Linked DNA regions of Rattus norvegicus: regions 1 and 3 are each linked to region 2. A link is a contact called in public Hi-C data. All regions are on one chromosome and are shown on one strand. The core of a region is the stretch at or near the end of the contact, and the rest is flanking DNA. Distances in the headings are between cores, read along the strand shown. Region 1 has its middle 28 kb from the start of RGD1563049. Region 2 has its middle 54 kb from the start of RGD1563049. Region 3 has its middle 10 kb from the start of RGD1563049.

Region 1 (3,777 bases), core at 48-2,547, 84 kb before region 2:
CTGTGCTTTCTGTTTGTTTGTTTGTTTGTTTGTTTGTTTACTTTGTTTAGGAAAAGAGTTGAGCAGTGACTGGGCTATCCTCACCACCTCAGCCCATAGCATAGCATAACAATAGTGTATATTTTTAAAACTCACTTTGCTTTATTTTCAGGACTTCGGATGCATCTGTCTCGTTACAGATCGTCTCTCTGCAAGGCTGTGCTGTCATTACCCCATTCTCACGATAACAAAGGAGATGCTAGACTAAGGGGAGTAGAAGGGTGTGCACACAAAGAGGTCTGTGACTCACCCCGGCAGCCAGTCCGATACAGCAAACCTACAGTGCACACAGTTCAGGCCCCTCCAAAGAAGCGCCCCCTCATGATATGCTGTGGCTGCTGGGGAATGGCAAGATGCCAGGAGGAGATAAGAAATAGAAGTTGGGAGGTAAAAATAAAGAAATAAGTGAGTCTTTTGTGGTGGGGGGAGCTAAAATAAATTCCTAAAAGAAGTTCAAATTCATGCAGTAGAAGCCACTGTACCCACAGAGATGGCTCCTTATCACTTCAGTTAGAGCTAGACATGCTTTGAGGACACGCATTAAGAGACCCAGAGAAACCCCTAAGTGCATACATTATAAAGAAGGGTGGCCATGGCCATCGGCCATTCAAAAAAGCTGAACAAACAAGCCCAGTCACTAAACTGTTTATTGCTTAGAATAGCAGTTCACAAGTCCATGGGGCTGCCCAGTTCCTCCTGCGGGGGTTGGGGGGTGGGGGAAGCACTCCTTCCCTTTGTACCGGCCCTTCACCCACAAAGGAGCACAAAGGTCAAATTCTGCAAAGACTGAAAATGGGCAGGTGTTTCACAGAAAGCCACAGTCTAGAAATCAACCCAGCATGAGGCTGTCAGAGGAGACATGTGAATTCTGACTAACCAGCAGCCTTACGCTGTAACAAGTGGATCCAATCCGCATTGTGTTCCCATCTGGACACCTTATTTTCGGAGTGGTGGTGACAAGTTTGCCTAGGAAAGGAAATTAGCAAGTATCAAGACAAGACTGATCAGCAGGCCGTGGAGAGGGGACCTCAGATTGGCCATTTGTTTGAGAATCCAGCAGTCTAATAGCTCCCCACTTGCAGAATGGGAACACACTTCCCTTGGAGACACAGATGAGCAAGGCTGTGCTGGGTTTCTGCTCCCCAGATACAGCCTATGGGATGATGCAGGGGCCCAGTGGCCCTAGAGCCACTTAGAGTGGAGTAGTTTCCTGGCCCTAAGTGAACTTAATCATGGCCACAAATACTCTGAGGCCTCTGAGAGTCTCCGAGCAGCTGTCTCCAGGCTCCGAGCCAAACCTTTCACTTTAGAGATGAGGACAGGCACTGAGGCTCTGTTTTTTATGCCTGGTAAAACTATAAGAAGCTTTGCATCCGGTAATCCAAACTCTAATACAGAACTCCCTCCACCTGGCTCGTATGGGGGACTCTGTCAAGCGTGGCTTGTCTTCCTGATGCTATGGAAGCATTTCTGGTAAGGCAGCTGGAAAACAGAGACTCCAGGCAATCTCCACCAGCTGGTCCTCTTCTCAAACACATGGAACAAGATACAGAGGCATAGAGGAGACTGGAGAGCCCATGAGCCCCATGCACTCTCTCCCAATCACTAACAGGGAATGAGGTGCTACTTCTCTCCCAAGACTCTGGTGAGCAGAGGCCACTGTGGAAACCTCCTCTTGGCTGCTGTCTATACAGACATCCTTCAGTATCCACAGGGGATTTGTTCGAGGGTTCCTACACCAGCACAGGAGAAGTCTCAAGTACCATATATAAAATGGTACAGTACTTGCGTATAACCTATGTACCTCTCCACAATATACTTTAAATCATCTCCAGATTAGTATGCAACACAATGTAAATGTTATGCAGTCACCCACTATATATTACATGTGCAACTATATATGTGTGCATATATATGCATATATGGGTGCATACATATGTATATGTGTGTATATATATGTCTATTGTGCATATATGTGTCTATGTGTGTGCATGTATATCATGTGTATGTGTGATGTATATGTATATAGTCTGGCTAAGGAGTAATGACTAGAGAAAAGACAGAACATATTCAATCCAGATACCTCACAATTGTTTTTAAAACATTTTAGATTTGTAGATGGCTGAAACAATATATATAGAACCTGAAGGTGTAGACAGCAAAACATATATTTTTAAGAACCATAGCAGAAGCCTTCATATCACAGGGCCAGTGGTCTCTGATAATCATGAGAGACCATTAAAACAGCATCAAGTAGAGAACTCCATACACAATCTCTATTCCACAACATGAAGCATTTCCTTCTGGACTCCAGGCCTCAGCCCCAGATTTGAACACCAGGACTGCATGAACAGGGTGGAGGTCCTACAGCAAGGACCCCTCAGTGAGTGACAGTGCTGCCTATAGGCACAGTATGGGGTCATGCAGTAGAGGCGAATAGTTTCCTCCAGCCTTGGTGGCCTGAGCTTTCTCACCTAGGGCTCCAGTGCCTCCCTTCAGCTACCCACAGCTACCCTTGCCTGGAGTTCTCCAAAATGTCTGTTCCTCAATGCCACACCCAGTGTGCTCTCCAGTGAACAATATTTTATTTCTCAACATTCTGGAGTTCTTGACCTTGCACACTAATTCTGCTGCCTGAGGGAGATCCCCAGAAGACATAAGAGTCAGGAAGACTGGCTCCTTTTCTTTTTTTTCTTTTTCTTTTTCTTTTTGTTTTTGGTTGTGTATGAAATCCAAGCCTCAATATGTCATGCCTCTGAGGCTTTGGAAAGCCAACTGCAGAGGCCAAAAAGAGAGAGCACCCCTTAGCCAGCACTCAGCAGAACACGCCAGGCCAGCACCGGCTCACATGAGCAAGCTCAAGTGCAGAACTTCAAGAGAACCTGGTTATGTGAGGGTAATCCCTGCCCCTGCCCCACTTTGGACTCATGGATCACAACTAACATCTCAAGGGACATTCAGGACCACGCTAGTGGTTAGTGTGCTCCCATTTTATAGATGAGGAAAGGCAAGCCCAAGAGGGTTGAGGGGAATGACCTGGAGTCACACAGCTGGGCCATGATTCACAAAACTAGAACTTGGTGGCAGTGCTCACTTTCCTGAGGCAGCTCCTCCCACCAGAATTCAGCTGGGAAGCTTACAGGACCTGGGCAAATTAGTTTTCCAGACTCTATTTCTAGTGAAATCTTGTCCTGCAATGTATTAACTTCCATTCCCCATGCCTCTCACAGCATGCTAATCTTATAATTATTATTCATGTGTCACTATGTGTACTGCAGGCTCATAGGAAAATTCTATTATGCATTAATATTTCCATCCCTTGGACATTAGTGGGAGCAAAGACGTTAGTTCCCACTCTCAAATGGGAAGCTACTTCTTTTTAAAAGCATTTCTTTCCATAAATCCATTCTTGCTTTTTTTTTCTTCCAAAAGCATTTATTGCCTAGTGCATACAGAATACTGTTCTGGGGTTTGGCGACATGGTAGTGACTGGGACAGAAAAGTTCCCTGCTAGGACAGAGCCTAGCTGGAGCAGAGGACGTGGACAATAAACCCAGGAGAGAAATGAGTAAGATGGTTCCAGGGAAGAGGTGATGTGGGACAATGAGGGAGGATTTGGGGGCAGGGGTAGCAGGAGACAACTGAGCTGCTCTCTGGTACGGGCCAGCTGCTATATGAAAGAAAGTTCCAGGCAGGAGAAACACGTGGGAAGTCTCTGTGATGGGTAAGAGCATGGGC
Region 2 (4,390 bases), core at 1,761-4,260:
CTCTTCTACCAGGAGTCCATCAGCCCTCTTTCAACTGTAGCATAATGTCACTGGCCCAGAAAGCTGGAGTGTGTCTCTTGCCACAAGAAGATACATGAAAGTTCCAATATCATTTTCTCAGATTCTCAAATGCTAAAACAAACCTTGTCTAATAATGTATAGTACAGACCTATTAAATGCCAGCTAAAGATCATCAAGTTTCCAACAGGGCTTTATAGGTGTACTATGATTTAGTCAGCAAGCCTCTGGCTATCCAGAAACTCTAAGGGATACTGGGAGGCAGGCCACATTTCTCTAAACAGAAACCAACCACAACTCAGTTGGTTTGTGCTCCAGTCCCACGTGCCTTCTTAAACAGGACTAAAAACAGCCACTAAACTATTGTTGGTATACACAGGTCAAAAGATGCAACAAAATATATACCATTTTATTAATTTGCTTACATCCCTCTGCTAATCTTAGAAGTCCACATTTTGACTCCTTATAGCCTTTAAACATAATTTTTTCAGTTTCGCCTGTTTCTAGCATTGTTATTATTAGTTTCATTGATATTTGATTAAAAACAACCTCCATGACCCTCTCACAAAGCTTTAATGATTTCTCCATAGTTTCTAAGTGCATTTAGCAAGGCTCTTAGAAATTTAAATGCTGAGTCCTGAAAGAGGGTCTGAAATTCCCACCAGCAAGAGAAGCAGGACGAAGCTCGCACCCACAGACGTTGTGAAGGCTGTTTCTCTGCTTTGCTCTTCACGACTGTGCAGTCAGAGCCCGCCAGCTGCAGAGCACCTGGACCTTTCTCATCCATCTCGTCCTCTCCTCAAACCATCCTTCCACCAGCTTTACGGACGAAGAGCAATTCTGCTCACTCGGGCAGCTGGGTTTCCTGCCCTGCCTGTCTCGGTACAGTTAGGGAGTGGCAAAATGTGCCCTGACTCCTCCTGGGGTAACAGTCTGAAAACCAGCCTGTCAGGGCCTAAGGGGAGGGATGAATGAATGAATGAATCCCTGAAAAACACCAAGGAACTTGCTGAGCAGGAAGAAAGACAGGTTGAAAGCTATCTAGTTGTCACACAGCTTTCTTAATGTTATCTTCCATTAAATCAGATCTTGGGATCTGCCAGGTCTTTAGACTAAATGTATCTCCTCTTGCCTGAACCTTTCACACACTAAGTGCCTCGCTGGCTCATTTGGCAGGGGTCCAAGAGCAGCTTACACTTCTGCACTCTGAGGAGGGTGGCCACTGCTGTAATACAGTGGGCGGAGATATCTTGACAATAGTGCCAATTGAGCACATCTTGATCTACAGAGCACACAGTAGTAGTTAGCTCTTAAAGCAACAATGCCCCCAGGCCCCCACCCCTACCAGCCAACTGCTATACCAGGGTATTGAGGGCCAGAAAATAATTTTAGCCTTAGGAGGCCAGATTTAGTCACCAATTTAGCAAACCTACCTACCAGCCCCAGGAGGAGTAGGTAAGGAATATGACCAGAGTCTGTGTTAAGAGCTCTGTGGACTGTGGGTACTTTACTGAGCTGGATGGGAGGGAGAGTTAAGCTCTCCTGCCTGCAGAGCTCCTCACAGGACAGCTATCCTACCTTGCAAAGCCCCTAACATTACAACGCAAGGATGGAAAGGACATCCAGCTCCTGCAAGTCTCCACTTCAAGCAGCAGATGTCAATCATCAACAAGGGTCTCTTTCCACCCCATCCACAGGGCATCCCAGCCCAGAGAAAGACTGGCACAGGTGACGAGACAGACTTCTCTCTGGCTCTTCCTCTAGAGGTACCTAAGTGGCCACCTAGACCCAGTGTCCTTTTATCCTTTTGAGTTAGGAATCTGAGGGCCCTGCAGAGGTGGCTATATCCTTCTCCACAAACAGAGAGGGGTAAGACTACAGCAGAAAGTTCAGACAAGTATCACCTGGGCAGAAGTCGGGGGAAAGTTTCAGATCAACACCAACCCAATTCTGAGACCTCTGTCCTCAAGCAATAATCCTGCTCTTTGCCTGTATTCTTGACCCTCAAGTTGTTCAAAGGATTTGTCCTGGTCCCTACATGCTTCCTGTCATCATCCCTCACATAATTACATAAAGATATTATAAACAACAGAAGTAACCAACTTTAGTGCAGGAAGGCTGATGCTAGTTGGGCACAGGGTCTGATCATTAGTTGTGATTACATAACTACATAAACATGGGTTGGAGAACACTTCTGTAGAGGTTAATTCAACAAATGCCTTGTTCTCCTTCCCCACCCCAACAACAGAAGGCAGGCCTGGGTCAAAACGTCACAGAATGCCTGATATCTCCGGGGCACCTGGCCTCTGCCTAGCAAAACCAAAGGCTGCCAGAACTTTCAAGATGCAAAGCAAGAAGAGAACCTCAGGGTACCACTTCTCCAAGCCAGCAGGCTCTTGTACAAACATTGTCAGGTTCAAGGGCAGGTCAAGCCACAGACAGGGTCCTGACCTTGACAAGCAGTAAAACCAAACCAGCCAGCTTCAAGGATGTCCAAATAGGTCTCCAAGTTCCTCTACTCCACCACTTCTGTCCCAGCCACCAGTCTGGATGTCCATCACCTCCCCAGGGACCATTCGTCACCAGCAGTGTTCCCATTTTAAAATATGATGAAATGTGGGGCATCTAGGAAGGGGTACCTGCTTTATTAGTGACAGGATAAGACATTACCCCAACCCCACTCCCACCTCAGTTGGAGTTCGGGTTTGGTGTGGTGTAGTGTGCTTTGGGAAGAGGACTGAAAAGGTGTGATCCTCCTCCCCCCACCACCACCACCCCCACCTTGGAATTGTCTTCAGGGGATGGCAGGACTGTGAGCAGGGGGAAAAATTTCTCCCTTCAATGCTGGCACCCAGCATCAGACCAATATGATCCTTCTACCAAGCAGCAACAGACATCTCTGGAGCCTGACCCTTCCTAGAGCAGCAGCCTGGCCCAGGAGCCAGGTCTGCAGCGCAACGCAGCTGAGCGATCGCGGGGGCGCGCGGCACGCACAGGGTTACAGCCCAGCCGCCGCTGCGAGTGATTGACGCGCGGGGGTCACTTGAGGTTCGCGCTCCCCAAGCCAGGCCGAGCTCGCAGCCCACCGCGCACACGGTGGCCACCCTGCCAGCCCCGCCACCGCCACCCAGACACCTGGTGTGAGAAAGGCAGCGACAAAATGGAATCCCAGCACTGTGGCAGGCACTTCCCGGTGGCGGCCGCGGGAGAAAACACAATCAGGGAAAAATAAAGCACAAGGAATCCGTCCGCGGAATAAAAACCCCAGAGTCCCCTACCTTCAGCCTTGGGGTAGCAAGCTGGTCCTGTGTGTTCTCTGACCCACGGATCCAGCACCCTTCTTCAATTATTCCGGTCAGTCGGGATATAGTGCATTTTTTTTCATAAACACCTGTTTCAAGTAAGGGGTAAAGACCTTATTGAAGGAATTGTTCTTAAGAAATAACCTGTGCGTACGTCTGTCCATCCAGGCGTGCATGCGTATTTGTATACACACATATGCACACGGAATACTCATGTACACTGAAGCACCAAACTAGGCAGGGGGATAATGGGAGAGTCAGCTGGTGGTGAGCATGCTCACGCCGGGAACAGATCCACCCTCTGTTATTCCTCTGAATAAATATAAATCACGATCAGAAACCCAAACAGAAGCATCCCTCTTGAATTCCTGCTGGAAACACGGAATAAATTCAGCCCGCAGACACAGAATCTAATCAGCAGCTGCTTTCCGAATCCAGAGCCAACCCATGCCCAGCTTGTCTTTTCCACTAGGAGTCCAGATCTTTTTTTTAAAAGGGGTTTTAACCTTTTAAAGATACAGTACACCAATTATCACTTGAATAGCATGGCTGGGAATATTGGAAGAAAGCACCAGGCCTATTGCCACGCAGGGCAAAATTTCAGGTAGTGACAGTGTTCATTGACTTTCATATATCTGCGCATGTGGATAATACATTACTTGGTGGGAGAAACATAGGCAATACAGGATATAAGCAAAGCACACATGTCTATTTCGTGATGGGCTTCCCACTGATGAGTAGCACTGCATGCGAACACTTCTAAACATTCATGTTCAATGGGTTAGACTTTCAGCAGACTTCTCAAAACAAGGGTCACTCCTCTGGGGTCCCTTATTGCTCCTGAGGGGCCAGAAGGGCCAGGTGACTGGAGGCAGTGAGGTCTCTGCTGAACCCCACCCTCCACCCCCAGCTTTCTCCCAGGTGCCCTGCATGCCCTCCCCTGAAGTCTCAGGGAACCAAAGGACGGTTCAGGCAGCATTTCTGAGCCACCGTGAGAATCAGTCTCAGATCCGTCATAGGACAGGTTTCCTTCTGCTTGCATCGGGAATTGAGACTGACACCTGGCCTTC
Region 3 (3,866 bases), core at 1,166-3,665, 65 kb before region 2:
ATTCTAGCTGGTCAGCCATAAACCTACACACATGTGAACAACATGCAATAGACTCAGCAGGCCCTGTTTATGCACACATGTGCACATATGTACATATTTTATTGCTTTTTTTGTTTTTCATCCTTTTGTTTGTCAAGGCAAAGTTACTGTGTACCTGTGGCTGTCCTAAAACTCACTCTACAGACCAGGCTGGGCTCCAACTCACCAAGATCTGCCTGCCTCTGCCTCCTGAGTGCTGGGAGGAAAGACGTGCACCACCACCCCCAGGCAGTACATATTTATATTTATTTAATTAATAATTGAAGAAGTGTGAATGAGAGGAGTCAGGAAGGTACAGGAGGAGCTGGATGGAGAGGGGAACTGAAAAAAGATATAAATACAGTACTCATGTATGGAATTATAAACAAAAAATATAATTACAACTTCTCAGAGTTTTCCATTCATGAAGTAGAATGGTAAATAATAGTACCCGTCTTGTAGAGAAACAAAGAAGCCTGGGTAAATTAATTCACATATGGTTTTTAGAACAGTGCATAGCACAGAAATGTGGCTCAATAAATATTAGCTATCATTATAACATTATTGTTGCTGCTGTCGCCGTCATTACTGGAGAATTGGAGACAATTTCTCTCCCCCTTTACTTCTTCCTCCTCCCACACGCTAATCAAATGGGCATATTGAACTCCACGACCTCTGCCTGTCAGGTAAGGGTGGATGCACTCAGGTACAAAGCTTCTACTGACCTCCTGGATTTGAGAGCTGAAGAGTGCCAACCACAGACGTGATTTGCTGCAGTTTCCTGACTGGAATATCTACGTGGATATGTTTGATTGTCACTATCTACTGTGCCCCCCCCATGCCCCACATCAAAGTCCTGTAAACATCAACATGGGAAATCCGCCTGATTCATTTCTGCCCATGTCTGGAAATCAGCATTTTCAGATGAGGCAAACAAAATTAAAATAAAGACACCCTTAACATCTTCAAGAAGAGTCCTGACAGCACTTTCTTGGGGCCCTGGTGAGGGCTGTGGGGGAGGCATATGTACTCAGAGACCTCCTCCCCTTCTCCCAGCACCCAGTGCCCTGCCCAGGATGAGGACAGAGATCTGGCCCCTTTGCCTTGGGTGACTTTTACCAACGTTCATTCTTTCTCTCTTTACAGGACAGGACATGTGAAGGAGGCCTGGCAGCTTTGATGGTGTCCATTGACCCTAGAGTGCATGGTTTTCCACAGAAGTTTCTCAAACTCCGATTGAACTATGAAATGTCATCTGTGAGCCCACACTGTCAGCTATTGGGAAATATTCTGGAAAGCCAAGATAAGTAACAGGAGGAATGATGGAATGCTGGAGCTGTCCAAGTTCCTAATGGTCGTTATACTCAGCCACCTCATTCTGCCGATGAGGAAACAGGAGCTCAGAGGGGTCACCCAGCTGGCTAATGGTAGAAGCAGCTGGGTGGGAGGGGGCCTGTACTGGCTTGCTTTCTGCTCCTGTGATAAGCACCATGATCTGAAAGCCACTTGGAGAGGAAAGGATTGCTTGGCTTATACACGTACTCACAGACCATCATGAGGGGAGTCAGGGCAGGAACACATGCATAAGTGAAGCCATGCTGCTTACTGGCTTGCTCTCCAGGGCTTTCTCCGTCTGCCTTCTATTTATAGTTTTTATATAACCCAGGACCACCTGCCCAGGGATGGCACAACCTACAGTAGCTGGGCCCTTCCACAGCAGGCATTAATCAAGAAAGTGTCCCCACGGACGTGCTCGCAGGCCAGTCTAACTCCTCAGTTGAGGTTCCCTCTTCCCTGCACCTTCAGTTTGTGTCAATTTGACAAAACCTATCCAGCACAAGTTCACTCTCAGCTCCCAGCTTCCTGCTGGGGATGTGTGCACAGAATCCCATTTACTCATTCCAAAATATTGAAGAGCTTGCACTGCAGGGTGCTTGGAGCCAGGGATACAGTGCTATGCAGCACAGCTTAGGAGTTTACATCCTGGTGGGGGCAGGAAAAGGCCAGTATCTCTCTCGGGCAGCAGACTGGATGTGCTGTGCCCAGACTCTAATACAAACTTAAAGGTTGGAGAGCTTACTGTAGGAATAGGGAAATGGTGGAAGCAGGTCACTAGGGGTGGATCTTTGAAGGCCAAGGACTCTCCCTCTCCCCATTCTCTGGGCTTCTACGACATCTACCACCATCACTTATAGAAGGAGCCATTCCACCCAGCCTCCTCCATGATGGACTGAAAAGACAAAAGAAATCTTTGTTCCCTTTAAGTTGTTTCTGTGGAACATTTGGCCAAAATGATGTAAATGTAACATAAATGGCTGTTGCCTTTTGAGGATCCACCTACACGTCTCAGCCAGTCCATAAAACAAAAACACCAACCCAACAAAACACCATCCCAGATGGAACTGGAAGCAAGAGCAGTGTCTAATCCCAGAGGAGAAAAAAAAAACAGTGTCTGCTCACAGCAACTTTAGCTAAGGCAAAATTGAAACTACCTTTTCTCAAAAAGAGTGTCAAGGATTTTGGAGGGTCCAGGAATGGATCCTCGGCAATCTGCTTATAACTACATCCATCCAATCACTTGCTGTGTGACATTGTCAAGTTTCACTACCTCTCTGAGCCTCCATTTCTTGGTGCCCACAAGGGTGCCACACTTGGCCCGTGGGTTCCTCACCATGAGCTTCAGGGTCCACAGAGGGCAAAGTGGAGCCCATTACGAAGCCTTTGACCTCTTTTGCTCAAGGTCCCAACGCAAAGCAGTCTCCGACTGGTTCTGTGTATCAAAGCATAAATGAATGTTCTCGGTAGATGCTCACCGCACACAACTTTACTAAGCAGGCATGGGATCCTGCAGCACAAACTGCTTTCAGTTTAAGCACCAGGTCCTTTGAGAAGCCTCTGATCCGGCAGATGACAGTGGGTCACTCCTGTGTTCTCATGGCAACTCCTGCATAAGTTTCCCATAGGAAAGTCCCAGAGGTTGGCACTATGGAGTCCAGTGCCTGAGTATGAGCATGCTAGACATATGGACACTCAGAGTGGATGCAACCTATCCAGAGCCCTGACTTAACAGGTACCACCGGGGGCAGAACCTGGGAGGAAGGGGTGGGGATACGTGGCTAACTTGTTTCCCAGATCCCAGGAAGGGTTACCTCTACCTTGCTGAGCTTCATAAATGCCCAGTGCCTAGCCTTGGTGCAAATGAATGGCTTTGTCAGATTTCTAAAGTACACGTGCCCCGACTTTGTTCCTGTTCTATTCTCAAGAGGGTCCACGATGATGCTCTGCCTTAGTGGCCACTAGCTATGGTCAATGTAATCTCAATCTTTCTCTCTCTCTCTCTCTCTCTCTCTCTCTCTCTCTCTCTCTCTCTCTCTCTCTGAGAATTTTATATATGAATATATATATTGATGAAATCCACCATCTACTCCCCCGCTCCAACTACTCTCAGAACACACTAGTACACCATATATTTGAGTTATATCAAACTGCTACTGTCTGGGATGCTTCCTCCCCACTAGATCATGCCAGAAGGTGCTGGGGTAGACATGGGGGAATCATTAGCAATCTAAAATAGCTGTGAACCTGGACTGGAGAGATGGCTCAGCAGTGAAGAGCAGTGACTACTCTTCCACAGGTGCTGAGTTCAATTCTCAGCAACCACATGGTGGCTCACAACCATCTGTAATGGGATTCCATGCCCTCTTCTGGTGTGTCTGAAGACAGCAACAGTGTATTCATACACATAAAGTAAATAAATAAATCTTTAAAAAAATAGCTGTGAACCCTCTGAGCTACAGTAACACCCAGCCCGTTGGTAAAATGATGACACAAGTGTTTTGGGAGCAACC

What was found. A called contact is a pair of places that touch in the nucleus more often than the background predicts.
Region 1: a contact with region 2 is called in a Hi-C map of prefrontal cortex, with 3 times the contacts expected there. The contact joins two enhancer-like sites. A contact is called at or near these places in 2 of 12 Hi-C or Micro-C datasets (frontal cortex and prefrontal cortex).
Region 3: a Hi-C map of frontal cortex shows a contact between it and region 2, with 2.3 times the contacts expected there. The contact joins two enhancer-like sites. A contact is called at or near these places in 3 of 12 Hi-C or Micro-C datasets (Schwann cells, frontal cortex and kidney).

The regions. Positions count from the first base shown.
Region 1 is chr5:138,779,816-138,783,592 of GRCr8, reverse strand. It overlaps a transcript of Hivep3 not described here. Among named protein-coding and RNA genes, the nearest start is that of RGD1563049, 28 kb to the right of the region's middle. Within about 2 kb of position 1,297, at least 7 of the 93 cell types and tissues checked have an H3K27ac peak or open chromatin away from gene starts, as enhancers often do.
Region 2 is chr5:138,696,906-138,701,295 of GRCr8, reverse strand. It overlaps a transcript of Hivep3 not described here. Among named protein-coding and RNA genes, the nearest start is that of RGD1563049, 54 kb to the left of the region's middle. Within about 2 kb of position 3,010, at least 38 of the 93 cell types and tissues checked have an H3K27ac peak or open chromatin away from gene starts, as enhancers often do.
Region 3 is chr5:138,761,905-138,765,770 of GRCr8, reverse strand. It overlaps a transcript of Hivep3 not described here. Among named protein-coding and RNA genes, the nearest start is that of RGD1563049, 10 kb to the right of the region's middle. Within about 2 kb of position 2,415, at least 7 of the 93 cell types and tissues checked have an H3K27ac peak or open chromatin away from gene starts, as enhancers often do.